Regions from separate parts of the Anas platyrhynchos genome. Here region 1 is linked to region 2. A link is a contact called in public Hi-C data. All regions are on one chromosome and are shown on one strand. Each heading gives the region's core, a stretch centred on a gene start, on an enhancer-like site or on the middle of the called end of the contact. The rest is flanking DNA. Distances are from core to core; before and after follow the strand shown. Region 1 overlaps ZC2HC1A (zinc finger C2HC-type containing 1A). Region 2 overlaps STMN2 (stathmin 2).

Region 1 (4,469 bases), core at 831-3,330, 340 kb before region 2:
GGTGCATAAAGTTGTAGACAGTGGCAGCTTTCTACTATTGATTTACTTGTTGAAATAGCAAAAATCATTGCAGTTAACTATAATACTAACGTTAAGAGTCTATTGCAGTCTGAAAATAGGTCTTTTCTTTTTTTTTTTTTCCTGCATTTTTAGAAAGAAAAATATATCTGTGAATAAGCAAACCTATTTTTAAGTATTTAGGAGTTAGGATGCCCTGTTTAACCTTAGTAAAGTTCAAAGTTTTCTTGTGACTACCTTGCTCAACAGACAGGATAGACAGTGCACTTTCAATGTGTTGTTTTTTTTTGTTTGTTTGTTTTTTGTTTTTTTTACTTTTTCCTGGTTTTACTGGTAACCTATGTGTCATATTATACATTCAAATCATATTCTTAAGACATTGATTTTGGGGAAACTTCTCGAATATACATATATTATTAAAGTATCAGTTGACTTTTTTTAGAGACCCTTTTTTAGTAGGGTAAGGGTATATTATTATACATATTTTAAAGAAGTGAACAGCTGAAATACGGGAAAGAGAAGTGGACTATTTTTCACGTCAATTTCTTTCAAATATCTAGGACTTTTTTAAAAAAATATTCCTTGCATTATGTAGGAAATGATTGATTCAAGGTGTATCCTGAACAGATTTCAATTTAAGATATTAATGCTCTCAGTTTTGAAGAAGTAGTGTTCCTAATTCCTAGTTCCAAATTCGGAAATCCGGAGAAAACTGTGATTCATTAATAGGTTAGAAAAGTTTGGTTTAAATTATTTGGAATTGTCTAAGCAGGAATTGGGACATAATTCTGGTCTACATTGTTTGATCATCACTGATTCATGAGATCTACCATTTCTGTGTCTGCAGTTAAGTTTTTATACATTTTTATACATTTTTTTAGCTTCCATAACAAATAAAGTAAAAGTCCATTATATTTTTCTGCACTATTGAGCTTTAATGAATTTTACCAGTATTTAAAGCACGGTCTGCCTCCAATCTAAAATGAGATGGAGGAAATAATGCATGATAGTTTTTTTAGTGTCTGTAGTGTTGTGTGTCCTTGTAACATCATAATGTAAGTTACACTTAGAACTTTTATCATGTAATTCTGTAGCTTCTGAAAAACTGACATGACTTCTGATGTTATATCAGAATTAAAACCTATGTAGTGCTTTTCAGTCTACACAATGTTTTAAGTAAAATCATCTTTAGTATCTCTTTGCCAGGTAAGAGGACTCAAAAGAGAACTGAAGGAGAAAGTTAGTGTTCTGCCCAGTGAGACAGAATTTTTGGTAGTTCCACTTTACCCGTTGAAAGTAAAAGCCATTCTTGTTAAACTTGAATACGTTTTCTAAATACAATTTTCACTTGATTTATTCTTAAATTTAGTTCCCGGTTTCTGTTTTTATTCTTAATCATTTGATCACTTTTCCACTGAAGTGTTTAAGTGACTGGTTCTTAGTGGAAGGAACTGAAAAACCATCCTTAGCTTATATTCACAACATGAAGGAAAATGGGCTTTTTGAAATGAATCGTTTCAAATTCAGGAGTTACAACACTGATCATCAGTTGTGTCATTGCTGTATTTGAAGTTATTGGAACTGAATAATTTTCTTTATATTTTGAAAAGCAAGCCAAGAATAAGCTGTTTATAGTTTTGAAAGGAGCAGTTAGGTTCATCTGGAAAAAATCACTATTGGGGTTTTTGTTGCTGATTGGGCTCTTGGTGACTAACTTTTTGTGAGATCTTGTTCTAATATTTCGTAATGTCCATGAGATTGTCCCAGCTTAAATTTCATTATGCATCAGCGTTCAAGAATGTGAACAGAAAAACTTGGTGGTCAGGCACAAGACGTCATAGTCATTCTGATGCCTTGCCAAACAATAAGAAATCCTGGTGAATGGTAATTCTCTTGAGCAATGAAGAAAAATTCTGTCCTTGATCACTGATGATAAAAGAATGTCCCTTCCTATCTTTTTTCCTTGTACTTCTGAGATTTTGCAGGGGATTCTGATGTTCTTACCACTGACCAGAAAAAGCAGTAAAATGTTCTGCGTGTTTAGGACGTGCTATTAATTGCGTAATGACTTATATGAGTCTTGAGGAAGGTAGCTTTCACAGCTCTGTGGTTGTACTATTGAAGCCAACTTTGAAACACTGTGGCAAGCTAGAAAAAAACTAGGCCCTAATGTCCAGCTGGACAGACCTTCCTTCCCCTCCTTTCCCCCTCCCATACATATGCTTTGGAGAAAGAAGGTCTGCCAAGCTGAGAATTATGCGTCCTATGTCAAGTCTGTGGCTATTAAGAAAATGTTACTTGTTTTATATTTGTCACAAAATATTGGAAATATGGTATCTTCTGTAAATTCTTTTTCGCATTGCATTCAGTTACCCTGTATTTTTCTGAAAGCCCTGACAACACTATAAAGTGACTTATAGTCTGTCAAAGAAGACCTTAGAATATACTAAATGATCAATAGTGCGGGTTCTACCTGTATTTTGGTGTGATAACAAGTGAAACAGGAAGGGACTGGCTGTGCAATTTAGCTTGGCAGTGTAAGATTTGAATCATATTTAGTCCAATGTAGGCAAGTTCATGGCAAAGCTTTTCTGTATTTTAGGAAGTAAGTTGTATTATTCATTGTATTATTGATTGTTGTGGATTGTTAAATTAATTTTTGTATATAAATTAAAAATGCCTTTCCTTGTGTAAATTTGTGTTTATATAACTAATTGGATATTTATTCTGTTTTAGAGGTGTAACAAAAGCACGGACAACCCCTCCTAGTGTGGCAAGAACCATGAGCACGGGTGCTCTATCAAACAAAAGAAAAACAAGTAATTCAGACAGTTACTCAAGGTAGCTTTTTTTTGCTTTTTTTTTTTTTTTTTTTTTTTTTTTTTGCCAGCAGTAGAATCTTCATTTAAGGGGAGTACTCACTGGAGAATAAGTAGGGGAAAATGCTGTTCTCTGCAGTTAATGGATAATTCATGGTCAATTTTACCTGTCCCGTTTTAGATGCTGAGAATGTATTTTCCTTGTTTGCCATCTAGTAGAATATCACTCTCAGATAAGATGGGCACAGAAGACTTTTAGAAATGTCAAAAACCTCTTAGTCATTGACAAATTGGATGAATGATCATTCAAATGGCCAGTGGTTCACTTGAAGTTAAATGAAATCTTTTAAAGAGCAGGGGGAAAATTATATTTCTCTTTTAGGCTATTTGCCTTTCCTGTTTTGACAAGCTAATTTTTATGTTTCCAGATTATCTGGTTAACCTAACTAATGACTCAAACACTTAATTGTGCTCCTAAAAATTGGGGAATCTGGGTAAACTTACAAGGTCGTGGTAAAGGGCAAATAAATGCAAAGTGTAAGCATGAAAATGACAATAACAATAGCAGTAATTCCCTAAAAGGGTTTAAATAGTTTTGCATCAAGTTATACTGAACTCAGTTACAGTGGATGTTTTTTATCTTTTTTTTTTTTTTTCAGGCCTGATGGTAAAATAGGGTATGACAGTGGAGACTTCTCAGTCAATGGAGCAAGTTCAAAAAGCAGTGAAGGAAATTCACCCGTACAGTTATCTAAATTCTGCCATGAATGTGGAACAAGGTATCCAGTGGAATGGGCGAAGTTTTGCTGTGAGTGTGGAATTCGAAGAATGGTTGTGTGAACACATACTTAACAACAAAGAGAAAAAGAGAAATTGGAAGCATCTGCAATGTACTGCTGCATGGAAAGCTAGAGCACTCCTTCCAGTTAGACTTCATGCTGCAAACGTGTTGAAACATCATATTGTAATTTTCTGAGTGCAATCTTCCGGTTACATAGTAATTTATATATAAATATATATACTGTATATAAAAATAGCAGGTACCTTAAACTGTGCCATTCATGGAAATATTCTTTAATCTCTGCTGGAAATATTTTAAAGTATAAAAACATGTTAAGTAACTTAGGTAGTGGAAGTGGTTCAGTGTTACTTTTCTTATATAATCCTACTAGATAAGGCATTATTTAAATCACTTATGTAGGTTAACTCACCCATAGGGAACTAACAATGAAAAACTTCTGTGTCAAAAGTTTCTTTGTGGAGGCATTTCCTTCATATGTAATACTAAGTACATGTTATCTATGTTCTAAATGAAAACAACATAAACAACTCCCTAGAAATTTCTGGTTAAAAGTGCAAAAAGACAGGTCCCTTCAAACTATTTAAACTATTACTTCACAGTAATATCCTAAGTGGACTTTACAGTTACTTCCAATGATTTTTTTTAACTATTCAAAGAGGAAAGTCTGAAAATTCCATTCACATATAAGAAAAACAAAATTTGTGCAGCTTTCCCCATTCTGTTTTTGAATTAGAACTTGTTAATATTTTTATGTATTTATAAGAAGAAATATGATATCCTCATTTTCATCAGTTCCTTTTGTTCTGAAATAGTTGTCTTTGTCTTCCTGT
Region 2 (4,457 bases), core at 1,718-4,217:
AGTTTCTTTAAATGCAACTTGTGCTACAGGACTCTGTAGCGTGCTGTAGAACTGAGGTTAAATCACCGTGTGCAGTGCTTGTTGCTTCTGCTTCCGAGGCAAGAGGCAACAAATACAGCTTTGCAACTGAACGGAAGCAAGTGGTATCAGTTTGAGGTGAATTTGAAAGGCACATTGTAACCATCCAGCTATGACAAATTCTAAATGATGCCAAACAGCCATACAAATGCTAATTGTAAAGTGAGCTTAATCCACCACTTGAAAATTTATTAATGGAGCAGATAATAGATAGCATCAAATGGCTTTATTTGTAGGTGCCATGATCTATGATACTTCTCTGATGCTACCATAGTACGTGTGTAACAGTTAAAGAGGCTACCAAATATTTCACCAGGAACCCATGAGCCAGGTGTTACCTTTTATTTTTTGTTTTTGACACTGCTGACTTCCATTCATCATGACCTTTACTCTTCAGTGTTAGCCAACCCTACCTAGTGACGGACATCTAGGACTAAAGAGGGCTGAAGCAGCAGGAATGACTAGACAGGGTGCTCGTGCCAAGTACAGTATCACGAAACCTAACACATCATCCCCAAAATACCTGCAGTTTTGAAGTTGTCCCTATCCCCCCGGAGGTTGCTGCCTGCATATTCTACTCTTCATTAGTGCTATTTTCCTGTATGTCATTGTGAGCAAGCTGTGATTAATAAAGAATTGGGGTTCTGTGAACTGAAAAAGGGCTTGTCTCTTCTCTCGCTCCATTACTTCTGACATGTGCCCGTATGAGGTGAAAGCCTAATGAAGTCATAAAAGCATGGAAATTAGATTTAAATAAGACCTATTAATAAATCAAGCCTATTTCTTTGCTAATACGGGACTGACCCCTGCTATGTGTTTTCAGTGCTTAGGCTGGTTATTTTTAAAGATTACTGTATAAACTGAGCCTATGAACGTGACCTCTAGCACTGGGATTATTAAAAAAGAACTAGCTACACACACATGCACATGTTCCCTTAATCCTCACTCAATACTGGGGAGGAAAAAAAAAAGAAAGAAAAGTTAATGTATTCTTGGGTATATACATCAATAACTGCATCAAGATTCTGGCTGGTAACACGCTGATTTTCAGGGTAAAAGCTCAAAAGGTGATCAAGAATTACACCTAGGATTAGTTTTCTGATTTAAAGTGATGAAAGTGGCATCATTCGCTCTTTCAGAGAGATGGGCCAAAAGGTCCAGATCTGCAACAGTCGGTTTCTGACCCATACAGCCTGTTTTAATCTGGAGCCAAGTTATGTCCCTGGAAGTCCTGGCCTGCAGTCAACAAGCTGCAGAAGCTCATCCAGGCACAGGGCTGCAAGGTCAGCTCTGTGCACAATGAGTTCTGTAACGGCGTGAGAGGCACAACACAACTTCTTTATGGCAAGTTGGTTTCATTGCCTAAACTCCTTGTCTTTCTGGCAAAATTACTAGAATTAAACCTGGCAGGGGACTCATAGAGCAAACTCTGAAACTGGATGACACAAACCTCAGTGCTGCCAAGTCTTCAAAGTTTGCATTTTGCTTTAAGCCCCAATGAAAAGAGTCATTCAGTCAAACTTTTATCTCTATTTAAGGTCCCGAATTTTGGGTTGGGGTCTCCTGGATTTGGGTTACATTTCCAAATGACAAGTCACTTACTGAGTTCTCCCTGTCCGTTGACTTAACAAGACCTGGATGTGTTTCAGGCCCTTTTCTTGTTTGTCCTGCTGGCTGCACTTGCTAGGACAACAGGCTGAGGACAAACCTCTGGTGGTGGGCCCTTTCAGACTCCACAAACAAGGGTGTCCACATCCAGCGTGTCCGCTGGAAGGCTCCATGGCATGTGCCCTCCACAGAACCAGACCTGGGCATTGCCTGGGAGATGCTTCATGGCTACCAAATCTGCACCAGAGAAATGAATGAAGAAAAAGGCCATGTGGCCTCAGTAGCTCAGTGTCAGAGCTGATGTTTTGCTCTTGTTGGGTTTATTTGGATATTTTAATAGTTTGTGGGTGTAGAATTCATTTTATTGAAGTATAAATATATTCTAAAAGCCTCTGACTAATACCCTGCATTATCATTTGGCTACTGGAAATATCTCAGATTGTTTTTTTTTTTTTAATTCAGTGGCAAGTAGCATTCTCCGGACTTAAAAATAAAAATAAAAATATCCTGCTTCTTGGATTAACTGCAGAAGCCCAGCTGCATGCTGTGAGCTTAGAGCAGCTGGTGCTGTTGTGGGGAGCATTTTCTGCAGGCTGTTTGAAACCCCCCTGTGGACAGGAGGGAGCCTGGAGTGCCAGCGCTGCGCAGAGCAGATGCTCCCTCCTCCCTCTGAGGTTTGGGAAGGCTCAGCTGCTGGGCAGAGCTGGCAGCCCAGTGAGAAAGGCAGTTTTGACCTGTGGCATCTGCATGTCCCAGGACTGTCTCCAAAATGGGGTTAGGGCTCTGTTTTTTGTTAATCCATCGGTCAGATCAAGGCTGGCTGAGTACTCAGACAGGAATGCTGCAAATCTGTGAAAAGTTCATGTGGTCTACTGAAGCCACAAAACTGGTGCTCATACAGACTCAAATATTTCCAAAGTCAGGAGGTTTGGATGTAGGGTGCACACACACACAGAGCTGACCGCTTTTTAGCAGGCCTTTCAGAAGTGTGAGGAGTGTAGGAAAGAGCTTTATTCCTGACACCTTAAGCCATACCGAGAAGTGCTTCTCTCTCTTCTCCCAGAAGAGGGATATGGCTTAAAACCTATGCTTGGATCAGCATGAACACCTACCTTATCCAACTGTTTTCAGATACCGTCACGTCAAATGAAATCCTCTCATCAGGTTTTTGGTGGAGGCACAAAAAGATTGCACGGGGAGCAGCAGGACCTCCCTGCACCTTGCAGCACATGCCCTGTGCTGAGCACGTCTCAGCGGTGGATGGAGCCAGCACTTCACACCCCGAAGGGCTCTCGCCGGGCAGTGGGAGAATTACAGATAAACTTCCCTATGCATCAGGGGTGGTGCCGCAGTGATAATAGTGCAACAGTGCCATGCAGTGGTCGGTTTTAAGAAGTGAGATAATCTCTAAATACACGGGATTGCAAGGCTTGCCTCTGAAGGATAGCCATTACATCTGCTGCACAGTTCATACTATTATATAAGGTAAATGTGGCTCTGAAATCTGGAGACTGAGCCCAGATATTTTCAGCTTTAATTCCAGCGTAACATGAGTGACATGGCCACGGGTTGCTCTAAAACAATAATTTTTTGCGTGAATTACAATACCATCATCAGAAACTTGTGACTGTGAGAGTATCTACATTTCTGTAGCTTCAAATATGTCTAAAAAGCAACAGGAAATATTCAGAAGCCCACGAAGTTGATACTGGGGAGGTGATTAAAAAAAAAAAAGCAACTTCAGAAATGTACGGAACAGCAAGAAAAGCTAGCATCAAAAACCACCATCAGATCAGAGCCTAAACAACCCATGAAACAGCTCAGAGAGAAGAAAGAGGATGGTCATCCTTAGATCTGCCACCCTTCAAAAACACTGAACTCTTTTTTTCCCTCTCCAAACACTGGCACGAGACAGAGGACCCTCAAACCCAGCCTGCAGTAAGCATGCAAATATAACCCAAAGCTCTGTGAGCTGCAGAAGCAAGAGGCTGCTATAGACTCCCCATGGATCTTGTACATTTCTCTGATGTACAAGAAAACGCCTGTGCTTTGAGCTTTCATAGCTTTAGTGTTATGCTGATAGCAACTGAGCTTTAAATCTTCCTCTGGGAAAATTAAGGGAGGTTCTTTTTTCTATTCAAAGGTCCACAGAGACTGTAAGCATGCGTATATTTGATAATTTACTTAGGGAAACATCCACTTTCATCAAGTCTACAGTGGGATGTCAGCTTCCCTTTCTTTTGGGTACCAGTAAATGGATGCTGGAAAATGTCTTCCTGCTGTAACAGGTTGGCTTTGGTCAAATGGGTCCTGGGAAAGGAAGCTCTTGGGCAGCTCCTGAAGAAGGAGGACATGAAAGACTTTATCCAAGATACATCCCAGGAAATTATGACCTAAGGAGATAATGATGTAAGGAAACAGCCAAGCTACAACTTAAATTTCTCTTACCTATTATATGTGCAACAGGTTGTTAAACAAACTCTGGAATACAGCTATTCCATAATAAAATCTGGTTTCGAAACATTACCTCTTCAAATATGCAATTTGCCAAAGAGTCTTAGATAGATGATGATTTCCATAGGTTCACAAGTTCATAAAAATCATCATGTACAACTTCTTGTGACCAGAAGAGGGCAAACTCTGATTATTTAACATACAGCTGAGGGCAGTGAGTTTTATTTTGAAAAACCCGTCAGGCTGTGCGTTATTGTGCTTTAGGACATCACGAAGATTGATGCTCTATTATTTACCCTAAAATCTGGATTTGAGTG

The links. Hi-C and Micro-C count contacts between places; a contact is called where the count stands out from the background.
Region 1: a contact with region 2 is called in a Hi-C map of liver, with 2.7 times the contacts expected there. The contact joins two enhancer-like sites. A contact is called at or near these places in 2 of 8 Hi-C or Micro-C datasets (liver and subcutaneous adipose tissue).

What each region holds. Positions count from the first base shown.
Region 1 is chr2:30,614,687-30,619,155 of IASCAAS_PekinDuck_T2T, reverse strand. ZC2HC1A (zinc finger C2HC-type containing 1A) reads left to right here. Exons shown (of 9, transcript XM_027452382.3): 8 at 2,755-2,859; 9 at 3,497-4,469. The coding sequence ends at 3,677. Among named protein-coding and RNA genes, the nearest start is that of IL7, 24 kb to the right of the region's middle. Within about 2 kb of position 2,080, at least 2 of the 8 cell types and tissues checked have an H3K27ac peak or open chromatin away from gene starts, as enhancers often do.
Region 2 is chr2:30,276,776-30,281,232 of IASCAAS_PekinDuck_T2T, reverse strand. STMN2 (stathmin 2) reads left to right here. Exons shown (of 5, transcript XM_005016023.6): 5 at 1-729. Among named protein-coding and RNA genes, the nearest start is that of HEY1, 23 kb to the right of the region's middle. Within about 2 kb of position 2,967, at least 4 of the 8 cell types and tissues checked have an H3K27ac peak or open chromatin away from gene starts, as enhancers often do.